Regions from separate parts of the Sus scrofa genome. Here region 1 is linked to region 2. A link is a contact called in public HiChIP or PLAC-seq data. All regions are on one chromosome and are shown on one strand. The core of a region is the stretch at or near the end of the contact, and the rest is flanking DNA. Distances in the headings are between cores, read along the strand shown. Region 1 has its middle 59 kb from the start of MIR1343. Region 2 has its middle 100 kb from the start of CD44.

Evidence for each region. HiChIP or PLAC-seq counts read pairs in DNA pulled down with a chosen protein or histone mark.
Region 1: a contact with region 2 is called in an H3K27ac HiChIP or PLAC-seq map of alveolar macrophages. The contact joins two enhancer-like sites. A contact is called at or near these places in 1 of 47 Hi-C or Micro-C datasets (liver) and 1 of 2 datasets of contacts at active chromatin or transcription factors (alveolar macrophages).

What each region holds. Positions count from the first base shown.
Region 1 is chr2:26,004,900-26,010,677 of Sscrofa11.1, forward strand. No RefSeq gene overlaps it. Among named protein-coding and RNA genes, the nearest start is that of MIR1343, 59 kb to the right of the region's middle. Within about 2 kb of position 3,777, at least 4 of the 83 cell types and tissues checked have an H3K27ac peak or open chromatin away from gene starts, as enhancers often do. A contact at or near this core is called in alveolar macrophages, where this site is marked.
Region 2 is chr2:25,781,284-25,786,958 of Sscrofa11.1, forward strand. No RefSeq gene overlaps it. Among named protein-coding and RNA genes, the nearest start is that of CD44, 100 kb to the right of the region's middle. Within about 2 kb of position 2,513, at least 19 of the 83 cell types and tissues checked have an H3K27ac peak or open chromatin away from gene starts, as enhancers often do. A contact at or near this core is called in alveolar macrophages, where this site is marked.

The DNA of each region.
Region 1 (5,778 bases), core at 2,527-5,026, 220 kb after region 2:
TGCCGTGGCTGTGGCTGTGGCGTAGGCTGGAAGCTGTAGCTCCAATTTGACCCTCTAGTCTGGAAACTTCTTTATGCCGTGGGTACGGCTCTAAAAAACAAACAAAAAATCTTTCTAAAGGTAAAATAAAGCACAATTAGCAAACCAAGATGTATAGAAATTTTTAAAATTCTGCTGTAATCTCGTTGTTTGGTAACTTTAAACTAATGCTAATAGCCAACACTAACCTATAAGGGGTTTCCTTTGCTGCAATGAAACTTCAAAGTGTTCATTTAACAAAATGGTTAGACCTCCCTAATCAAATCAGATTTTCAATTGTCCATGTTACTTGTGTGTCCTATTCCATGAATCTATTCAATACTATAAGCATTTTTCCATTTATCACAGTTTTATCTCCCCATCCAATTTCTTCCTTTCTTCCTTCCTTTTTAGGACTGCACCTGTGGCTTATGGAAGTTCCCTGCCTAGGAGTCGAATTGGAGCTACAGCTGCGGGCCTACACCACAGCCACAGCAACGCGGGATCCAAGCCACATCTGTGACCCACACCAGAGCTCATGGCAACGCCGGATCCTTAACCCACTGGGCGAGGCCAGGGATCAAACCCCCATCCTCATGGATACTAGTTGGGCTTGTTACAACTGAGGCATAATGGGAACTCCTTCCCCATCCAAGTTCTTAATGATTCTTCTCTTAAAAAAACTAAAGAAGCAAAAGTCTACCAAATATCTGTTTTTATCTGAGTACCATGAGGCAGAAACTCCTGCTAAAGAGTCATCCTACAATTAAAGTGTAATTTTTCAATTATGAGAAAACACAATTGGTGCAGATAAGGTAAACTGCTTTTGAATGTTTACTTACGTTACTGCAAATATAAATGCACAAAAAGACTTCTCTGATCTCCTAATAAGAGATGAGTCAACGCTACCATCATAAAAATGTTCACTTAACTACCCACCTGAAAAGGAAACTGACCTTGGAACCATTTAGAAAAAAACACCACGTTATGGGCTAGTCCTGACAAAAGGTTAAGTAATACTTTTACTTGATCGGTATGTTCCCGAAACCAAGGCACAGAACGAGACTCCCCAAGTCCTTAAAAAAGGAATGTGTTTGGTGAAGGTCAGACTGACACATTTAGGGGCTGCGAGGGATGAAGAGTGGGAGAATCGCAGCCAGCCCGGCATCCTACAACATATGAGCCTTGTGTTATATTTTATGAATTAATCACTACATTAGTGATAGTAAGGATGAGGGGTGGGAAATGATACACTTCAAAGAAAAACATAGCCAAGACAATCACAAAACGATCTGGGGAAAATCAAAGAGATATTTCTACTTACCACACTCTGGTATCCGCACAGAAAGAACATGTACTTTCAACCACAAAGACATTTATTAAGTTAAAAAAATTTATTAGACTTTTCTTTTTCCATAGCTCATTATCTCATAGCAAAACTAAAGTACTCTTTGGTCATCCCCCGATACCTTGCCCTCTAAATAAGAACATCGAGGTGTTTTCCTGTTGGCCCCTTAATTATTAATTCACGCCAGTTACCAGCCTTCCATGAATCAGGTTAAAGGTCATAAATATTAACATCTAGACGACACTAAGGTTATTGCGGCTTTAGACAGAAACTTATTTCGTAATATTCTCATTTTTATAGCCCTGCAGCAGGTGCGACTGAGAAGTTCAAGAAGCTGTTTTCACATCAACAGAGAGACATTTCCCCAGCTCATTAAATGGGCTAACCTCCAGGATTACCTATTAGATTGCTGTTTTAAAAGAGGAATCTCTTATGGGGCTCTGGGACCAACCTGTCTGTCTTGAATCCCATCACTGCCACTGTTAGCTGTGTCATCTTAGACAAGTTACTCAACATGTCTTTTGTGAAATGCTGATAATACTAATACCTATCTTACAGGGTTGTGATGAAAACTCATGAGTTAATAATACATATAAAACATTGAGAACAATGCCTGAAACGCAGTAGTTAACTTTTTTTTTTTTTTTTTTTTTTAACAGCCAGACCTGCAGAATATGGATGTTTCCACGCCAGGGGTTGAACTGGAGCTGCAGCTGGGGCTCCAACCATGGCAACACCAGATCCAAGCCACATCTGCTACCTTGTGGCAATGCCAGATCCTTAACCCACTAAGCAAGGCCAGGGAACAAACCTGCATTCTCACAGAGACAATGTTGGGAGACCAGTCCACTGATCCACAACAGGAACTCCTACCTATTACTATTATATTACTATATTTTCACAGCCAGCATGCGTATGGTTTGAAGAAAACGTTTGAATCTACTCAATGGGAATGAAGTAACTAGGTAAATAGAAAAATTATATTGAAATATCTACTATAAAACAGTAGTACTGTCAAGAATTTCTCAAATGACGTTTTAAAAACATTAATTTACTTTACTGGATTTTCCATTTTTAAAGTTTTTCAGGAGGCTATTCCTCCCAATATTTTCCAAAGCTGTCATGACTCATTGAGGACTCAAGAAAACACAGAAAAGCCTGTACCCCCCTGAATACTGAGTTTCCAATTTCACCCAGTTCACTCTCAGCTGAAAGGAATAATGCCTTTAAAGCATCCTCTGAATTTTTAAAAGGAAAGTTAGTTTGCTCTCAGGAACAGACATATCCATAAATCTTAGCATCCATTTCCATTCTTCTGAAGTTGCACCAAAGCATAGGTATAACGAGAATACCTGGAGTTCTCCTGTGGAGCAGTGGGTTAAGGATCTGGCATTGTCACTGAAACAGATCAGGTTGCTGCTGGGATGCAGGTTCGATCCCTGGCCCAGGAACTTCCATACGCCATGGGTGCAGCAAAAAGAGAGAGAGAGAGAATACCTGGAAACTCATCATGACATTCTGATTAGTATTTAATTAACAGGTTGAGATCAAACACACTCTTAACAATTTATCAATACTTAAATGATTTGGTGTCAAAATGAAATGCCCACAAACAGCATAACATATTTAGTAAGCAATGAAACCTAGTTAACTGCGAGGGAGTATAACACACGAAGAGCTACGTGGTGCTCATAGGTAAATAAAGTGGGCCTCCACATAGCAAACATCTGCTCTGAATTAATAAATTTAAAGAATAAAAGAAGTTGATATTTAGCATGAAAAATACTGAGTGGTAAAAATAAAACTTGATTTTTACCTGCTCTATAGTTATGCTCAGTCAGCTGGAGAACTCAGAGATGATGAGATTCTCTGAAAAAAATGGGACAGATGGTCCCCCAAGAAGCAAAACAGTGGGTGTAAAGTTACCTAAAGAAGCAGCTGTCCTGGCAAATGACTTACTCCATTAACAAAATGCATTTGCACACATAAGACACCTTCAAAAAAGTAGGGGCTGGAGAAGAGGGAGGAAAGTGGAGGTGTTAAAACACCTTTCCATTACACAAAGCATGAGCCTTTCTTCCTACATCAGCCTCTTTCTCTAGGCATGATGAGCTGGCAAAGAACATTTTCTTGGCAAGTGGCAGGGTGTAAACCTCTCTCTGCCATGCAACTCACCACTGGGTAGCCGTCCTTCCCATTAAGTTTCTAAGCTTTGTTGGAGTTAAAAGTTATAATGATATGTCCAGGTACTGAAAATGAACTGCTGAGCTTGTAATAACAGGTGCTAAATATCTGGCTACTAAAATTAGAGAGACCAGAAACCAAAAGGAGATGGTTATAACCAGCAATGTAAAAACCTGCTTCAAATGTTACTTCCTCTATGAAGCTATCCACTCAACCCAGGCCCTAGGCACGGACTCTGATTACAGAACTTACTGAACTGCATTTTACTTGGCCAGAGTTTAAGCTGACTGAAGGTAGGGACCATTAGCTATGAATCCTCAGTGCCGGCACACAGCAGACGCTCACCATTGCTGAATGAGTAATATCTCAATATCTCTTTTGTGTCACATCTTAATGTCTCGCCTAACAAATAGGTGAATTTATTGGAAATAAGTTCTACCCACAAAGTAGGTCTAACATAGATTGCTATACCTTACTGAGATGCCTTATTGTTTGGCGTTATTCCAAATTATAAGATCACATTTTACTTCCCAGCCTGTCTGGCTGGGCTGTGGTGCCAGCCACCAATTTATCATTTCTAAGATTCAGTGGTACCTTGACAGCTGCTCTGAACTACTGCACAAACTGATGACACTTCCAAGCATTTCTCCTTTATAGCAAGCATGGTAAGTTTCTCAGCAGAAGGCACCTGAGAGACACTGTCAGTTCTAGCTGCTGCTGGCTACTCATCAGGTGTGGAACAGCATCCAGTGATGCTCTGCCCCTGCACGTGCCCAGAATGGCAGTCCCAGCTCAGCCTGGTGACCACCTTCCCACAGGGCCCTCCCAACACAGACACCATGTGCTCCAGGTCCCCAACTTGCTGTCCCACCATGACCTCCTCAGTGCACCAGCCCAGTAGCTGGGGCTGACCTGTGCCCAGCAGGGTGGCCTTGCATTTCCCAGCGACTGCAGACAGACCTGGCCTGGGCAATGCAATGAATCTGTCACGCATAGGCTGCACACATTGGACACTGACTGGTAAGGTGGTCAAAAGAGAAGTATGGACCCTGACTGATACAGTCATCAAAATAGAAGCCCAGAGCCTTCAAAAGAAAAACTGATGTAATGAACTTTAGCTCGTAACGAACGTGGATTAAGGACATCTATGTAAAGTAAAATGTTCTACATCATTTTTTTTTTTTTTTTAATCCTTAGAGGTACTAAGTCCCTAATTTCGTGGAAGCTTTTATTTTTCTAAGCCTTCTATTCAGGGGTAGAAGTTATGACATTTAACTTCAGCATTTCAGGTTAACAGTAGTTGTCTGTAATGAAAACAAAAATCTCTAGCACTTTCTGTGTACAATCACAGAGAGAACTAGTACAGAGAAAATATGCATTGATTTAAGGGTGGTCATATTGAGACACATTTTACTACAGAAGAACAGGACCTTCAATTACTACAAGTGGAAAATGCCATCTCTGAATAGAGAACTACCTCATCAGCAATAAGACAGCCTAGGAAGCGGTATACTGCAATGTGGTGAGCTTGAATTTTGATGCTGCAAAGACCTAGGTTCAAATCCCAGTTGTGACCTTTCTGAGCTGTGTGCCTTTGGTTCAGTAACATAATCCCCAAGCTTGTTTCCTTTTCCTGTCTTGTGATGATGGTTGTAAAGTAGGATATACCTACGTTACAGAATTGAGAAGATTAAACAAGATAAGCAACTGTTAATTTTCCTTCCTGTTTCCTCATTTTAAAGGTAAGAGAATATTGAGGCGCAGAAACAAGGTTTTTACCGAGAGCACAGTAATTTATAGAAGAAGCTGAAACCAGGCTTAAAGTACTCTTGATTTATGTGCGCAAACTTGGGAAATAAAGTACATAGACTACTCTATTTAGAAATGGAGTACTCATTGGAAATAAAGTACGACCAGTACTCCATTGAGAAGGACAGTAATTTATTAAGTACCATCCTACAGCTGCCTGATAAATGCCACTCCTTATCACACTGCTGATAGGAAGTGTAGAACAAGTGCTACTTTCGTGATTAAAAATTTGACCTATTTAACACCATCAAACTCCTAGAAGAGAACAGAGGCAAAACACTCTCTGACATCAACCTCATGAATATTTTCTCAGGTCAGTCTCCCAAAGCAATAGAAATAAAAGCAAAAATAAACCAATGGGACCTAATCAAACTGAAAAGCTTTTGCACAGCAAAGGAAACCCAAAAGAAAACAAAAAG
Region 2 (5,675 bases), core at 1,263-3,762:
CCTGGCCTTGTTGGGGGGGATTCCAATGCGTCCTCTAGGGGGCGCATTATCAACAAAGTGGTTGAAACTAACAAGGAAAATAATCAGATTCTGCAAGGATGGAAATTCCATGGGAGAATTTCCATTGGTCCCATCCCTGGCTTGCCAGATGAACACACAGGACTCTCCTTAGTTAGATGTTACACAAGTCTCTAACTTTTGCCAAAGGAGAAAAGTGGTTTAAAATAAGGGATCAAGGGGAGTTTCCATTGTGGCTCAGTGATAAAAAACCCGACTAGTATCCACGAGGACTCAGGTTCAATCCCTGACCCCACTCAGTGGGTTAAGGATCCGGCATTGCACAGCTCTTCCTGAACTCCAGTAACCTTGCCAGTAACCTGAGCTGTGGTGTAAGTTGCAGACGCGGCTGGGATCCTGTGTTGCTGTGGCTGTGGCCTAGGCCAGTTGCTGCAACTCCGATTCAATTCCTAGCCTAGGAAATCCCATATGCTGCAGATGTGGCCCTAAAAAGCAAAAAATAAAAATAAAATAAGATAATAAAATGAAACCAACTGAAATAAGGAATCAGGAAATTCTTGTCTTTTGCAAGACATCCCAGCCTGGTGCTGCCCTAAGACAGAGCTGCACGTTGCCAGTGACTCTGTAGCCCAGTGCAGATCTTGTGCTTCCAAATGTGCTATGCCCCAGAGCCCATTGAAAAAGTGGCTTCAGAAGGCAGAGGGAAGAGAGGGCAGAATCCACCCTGCCCTGGGAGTGCAGCCAGCAAACCTCACTGAGAATCACAGAAGAGATGCTGCCATTATTGGGACTTTGGGCGGGGGGACCGCGTGCTTATTCTGATTTCTGTATCTGCTCTGTGCTGATGGTCCTCAGTAAATAAGTACCAACATTATTTCTGTTAGAGCAATTGTTCAAGTCTTGTCCGTCTTTGCCTTCCAATATTTGTATCCTTCTGACAGCTTTTCCTGACATTTCTGTCATTTCTTAATGAGACTGAAAGAATCCTAGGAGGAGGGGAAATAAAAAGCACAGCTCTTCCTGAACTTCAGTAACCTCGCCTGAAATTTGAATTGCCCTTAAGCCTTGAGTGCGGGAAACCTGTCTCTCCACTTCTGCTTGGAAGGGTTCCCAACGTTTGGGCCCGGGATCTTTTCGGCTCAGCCCCAACCATCTCCTCTTCCAACCTCATCTCCCACTTCCAACCCATCTCCTCTCTCTTCCCATCTAGGAGCTACCCTGAAGCTTGGCTCTGGCAGGGCCTCTGCGTGGTAAGATTGTGGTCACTAATAAGCCTTGATAATTTCACCCTTCCCTAGAAAACAGGAAGGGAAACTTTTTTTCCTTTCTGATGGTGTTTTGGCCATTTCAGGGTGGGAGGTTCTCGGGACCCAAATTCTTAGAAGGGTTTGGGAGGGGCTCTGAAATTCTTGGACTACCTCTGACTTCCCCGTCATCATGGTTCCGATTCTAAGTCCCTGCTATGTATTTTCGCAAGAAAAACATTGAGGATGATATCGGGAAGGAGGGAGGAAACTTGTGCACAGCTATCATATTCCTTGCATGCGACTCCCATTATTCTATTTAATCCCCCAGCCCTCTTTCTGGTGCTAAGTGCTCTTCCCCTTTTACAGATGAGGAAACTGAGGCACAGAGCCATTCAAGAACTTGTGAAGGTCATAAAGGGAGGAAGTGGCATGGGTTGGATTTGAATTCAGAGTCTCATTTTAAAGACCCCCGTTTTCTAACTAAACATTAGCTGCCTTTCATGAGGTTTTTGCCATTCCTCTTTACGGAGTTAGGAAGGAGGAAGTGGTTTGGACAAGACTCCTGGAAAACAGTAGTCATCCTCCGATGAAGCAAGCAGTCTGGAAACCCGAGAGGGGCAGGATTGAGGAGGCGGGCAATGGGCAAACTACTGGTGATGAAGACCAGATGTCAACACGGGCAAGGGGTGGGGTGGGTTATTGGGAAAGAACGATGGCTCAGGCAGACTGCTGTTTCCCCGGACCCTTCCCCCAGGGCATCACGGCAAAAATCACACGTAACGCGTGACTAGCTTCTTCCACTTCTGGTAAGCACGACTTCCATGAGGTCGTTCATGGCTTCCTAAATCAGTGCTATCACCCCTGCGCCCGGATGGTGCCTGCATCTTCACTTACTCATCCCTAAGCCCTTCCTGTGGTTTCTGAACACCTCCTTCCGCCCCATCGGGCACAGAGAGTGAGGGCGTGCTGACCTGGTTGGTGGCATTTGGAGACCATCTCAACTCTGACAGGCTCAATTTACCGAACTTCCGCCAATAGGCACTAAAGCACGTTAAGTCAGAGACGTTGGGAGGAGCTGAGCTCCATGCTAGAGCCCTTTCTATTCCTGTAATTGGGGGTCCTAAAAACTTGTTCAAATAAGAATTCTCCTTCAAGGGTTTTAGGGAAGAGACAGGTGTGTACACCCGGGTACCCGTAAATGCTCAGCAGATGGCACATGTTGAGGTGTATGGAGCTGGACCTTCCCTTGAGTGCTGGAGAGACAAAGCCAAATCCTGCCCTCCAGAGACCCACTATGTCCAGAGACAGGTTCATGGGCAAACTGATGAGGTGGCAGAGTACGACCTGCTTCAGGGCAAGGTGAAGAGGTGGCTCGGAGAGGAGAGAGAGGGCTCTGCCTGGGTGGGAGTGGGTGAGACTCCTTCCTGGAGGTCATGATCAAAGCCATGGGTGGTGCCCCAACTCTGGTTAATCTGCAGCCACAGCTCAACTAGCCAAGATTTCATCAAGGGACACCAGCTAATCTGCTTCCTGGTCTGCAGGAGCTTCAGCCTTGCTTGAAAAACAAAAGGCATTTCTGTTAAAATCCAAGAGCTTTTAGCAGAAACCTCATCCCTCGTGAGAGCCTTGGATTCTGAAATATTCTGGTTCCAGATAACCCTGAGTTAGTAGCCACGTGTATTTAAAAGTTGATGAGAGTTCTGAAAATTAGAGGCGGGTGGTGGAGAGAGACCTTAAGTACTTAGAGTGTGCCTGTGGAAGATGAATTCATATTCAGATAGGAATTAACATTTTTGAGGACCTGATACATGTCAGGCATTGTCATGTACTTATTACCTCATTTAATCGTCCTAACAACCCTGTAAAGGTTTTATTGTCCCTTTTTTATAGATGGAAAAAGTAAGACTCGAGAGTATTTAAGCTGTTAAGCAGTAGAGTCAGTATAAATCTCAGGTCTGTCTAATTCCAGAACTCGGGCCTCTTGCTACCGTACCAGGTAACCTCCCAAACAAGACTTAACACAGAATCCTGCTCCTTCCTTTTCTTATGAAGTTGTTTCTGGCTTTCCAAATGAATGCTATTATCAACACGGCCCACATGGTGTGTGTGTCTTAAGCGTAAACGTGAGAGGTGCCCTTGAGCATAAGGCTCTTTCAAAGCATCCGTCATAGGTTGATTGTGCTAATGGCCCTGATCACTGGCCTTGACCATTGTAACTACGCTTTTTGCGATAGGACCGTGCAGCTCCTCGCATTCAGAGGCGGAGTCTGTTTTCCAGCCTTCAAATCTGGGCTGCTCTCGAGCCTCGATTTGGCTGATAGTCTACGGTGTTGTGGCAAAGTGCCAGTTCTGGGCCTTGGCCTCCGGAAGTGTCGTGGGCATCTGCTCTCACTCGGAACTCTGCCAGGCCTGCATGCGATGGTTGAGGGCCTGTGGGGGACCCACAGAAAGAGACGCCAATGATCCTGGCCATCCCAGATAAGCCATGGTACATCAGCCAGCTTCTAGCTGCCCTGTTTGTTCGTTTGTTTTGTTTTTTTAATTAATTAATTTTTTAAAATTATTCAAATGAATTTATCACATCTGTAGTTGTATAATGATCATAACAATATAATTTCACAGGATTTCCATCCCATAACCCAAGCACATCCTCCCACCCCCCAAACTGCCTCCTTTGGAGACCATAAGTTTTTCAATGTCTGTGAGTCTAGCTGCCCTGTTTGTTAACCACAGCCAAGTGCATGAGTCGATGCTCAAGGGAGCCCTGGCCAGAAGCAGAAGCACCCAGTCAGTGGGTGGATTCTTGAGAAATAGCCGATGTTTGTTGTTTTAAGTGGCTTACTATGTTTTGAAGTAGTTTTAAATGCATCGAGTTAGCCGGTAAAACCAAAAAGTAATTTAAAAAATTTTATTATTATTATTATTTTTTCAGGGCTGCATGTATGGCATGTGGAAGTTCCAAGGTAGGGGTCAAATTGGTGCTGCAGCTGTAGGTTGACCCCACAGCCACAGCAACGCAGGATCTGAGCTGCATCTTCCAACCACACCACAGCTCAAGGCAATGCCGGATCCTTAACCCACTGAGTGAGACCAAGGATAGAACTCTCATCCTCATGGATACAAAAAAAATTTGGCTGGAGTTCCTGTCCTGGCTCAGTGGTTAACAAATCTGACTAGGAACCTTGCTCAGTGGGTTATAACGATCCGGCGTTGCCGTGAGCTGTGGTGTAGGTTGCAGATGTGGCTCGGATCCAGTGATGCTGCGGCTGCGGTGTAGGCTGGCGGCTACAGCTCCAATTCAACCCCTAGCCTGGGAACCTCCATATGCTGCGGGTGCAGCCCTAAAAAGACAAAAAGAAAATTTTGGCTGTCCCATGACTTGTGGATACTAGTCAGGTTCGTTAATGCGGAGGCACAATGGGAGCGCCCAAAAAGTGATTTTCTTTTAACCTAGAGGTCAATTATGCAAGACAAGACATGTATTGTTTCATTTATTCATCAGTAGTCCAGTTTGGACTGTTTGTTCCCCAGACATGCTGTCCAGTGGTCATCTCAGCATCTCCCTTTATCATCGTTTTCACCTTGGTTTCTGAATCGCCTGTTTTCCCCTCGCGTGGTAACTCCCTTGTTTTGATGGGGAACATCCTTCAGGAGCTGCCTGGGAATGGGCGAATGGGTTAGGAGACAGGGCACACCTGAAAGGTCTTCACCCCACTCTTGCAGTTACTTGGTGGTTCAGCAGCCTTAGAATTCTAGCTTGGGAATGTTTCCCTCAAAATTTCAAAGGTGTTGTTTCTCAGTACTCTCTTTCAAGGTGGCTGTTGAGAAGCCCACTTCTATTCTGATTCTTTTTTTTTTTTTTAAAGTTTTTTTTTTTTTTTTTGTCTTTTGTCTTTTGTTGTTGTTGTTGTTGCTATTTCTTGGGCCGCTCCCGCGGCATATGGAGGTTCCCAGGCTAGGGGTCGAATCGGAGCCATAGCCACCGGCCTACGCCAGAGCCACAGCAACGCGGGATCCGAGCCGCGTCTGCAACCTACACCACAGCTCACGGCAACGCCAGATCGTTAACCCACTGAGCAAGGGCAGGGACCGAACCTGCAACCTCATGGTTCCTAGTCGGATTCGTTAACCACTGCGCCACGACGGGAACTCCTATTCTGATTCTTGATCCTCTGTGTGACATAACATTTTCCTCCTCAGAAGCCTATAGGATAATCTCTTTGCCTTGACTGTTAGGAATTTTTAAGATGATGAGCCTTAGTGTGTGTCTATTTCATCCATTGTGCTAAGCACTCAGTCCTTTAGATATTCATTTTTAATTCTGGGGAATTTTCTTGATTTATTTTCTTGGATGACTTCTTTGTGCTCTCTGCTTTCTCTCTCTCTCTCTCTCTCTCTTTTTTTAGGGCC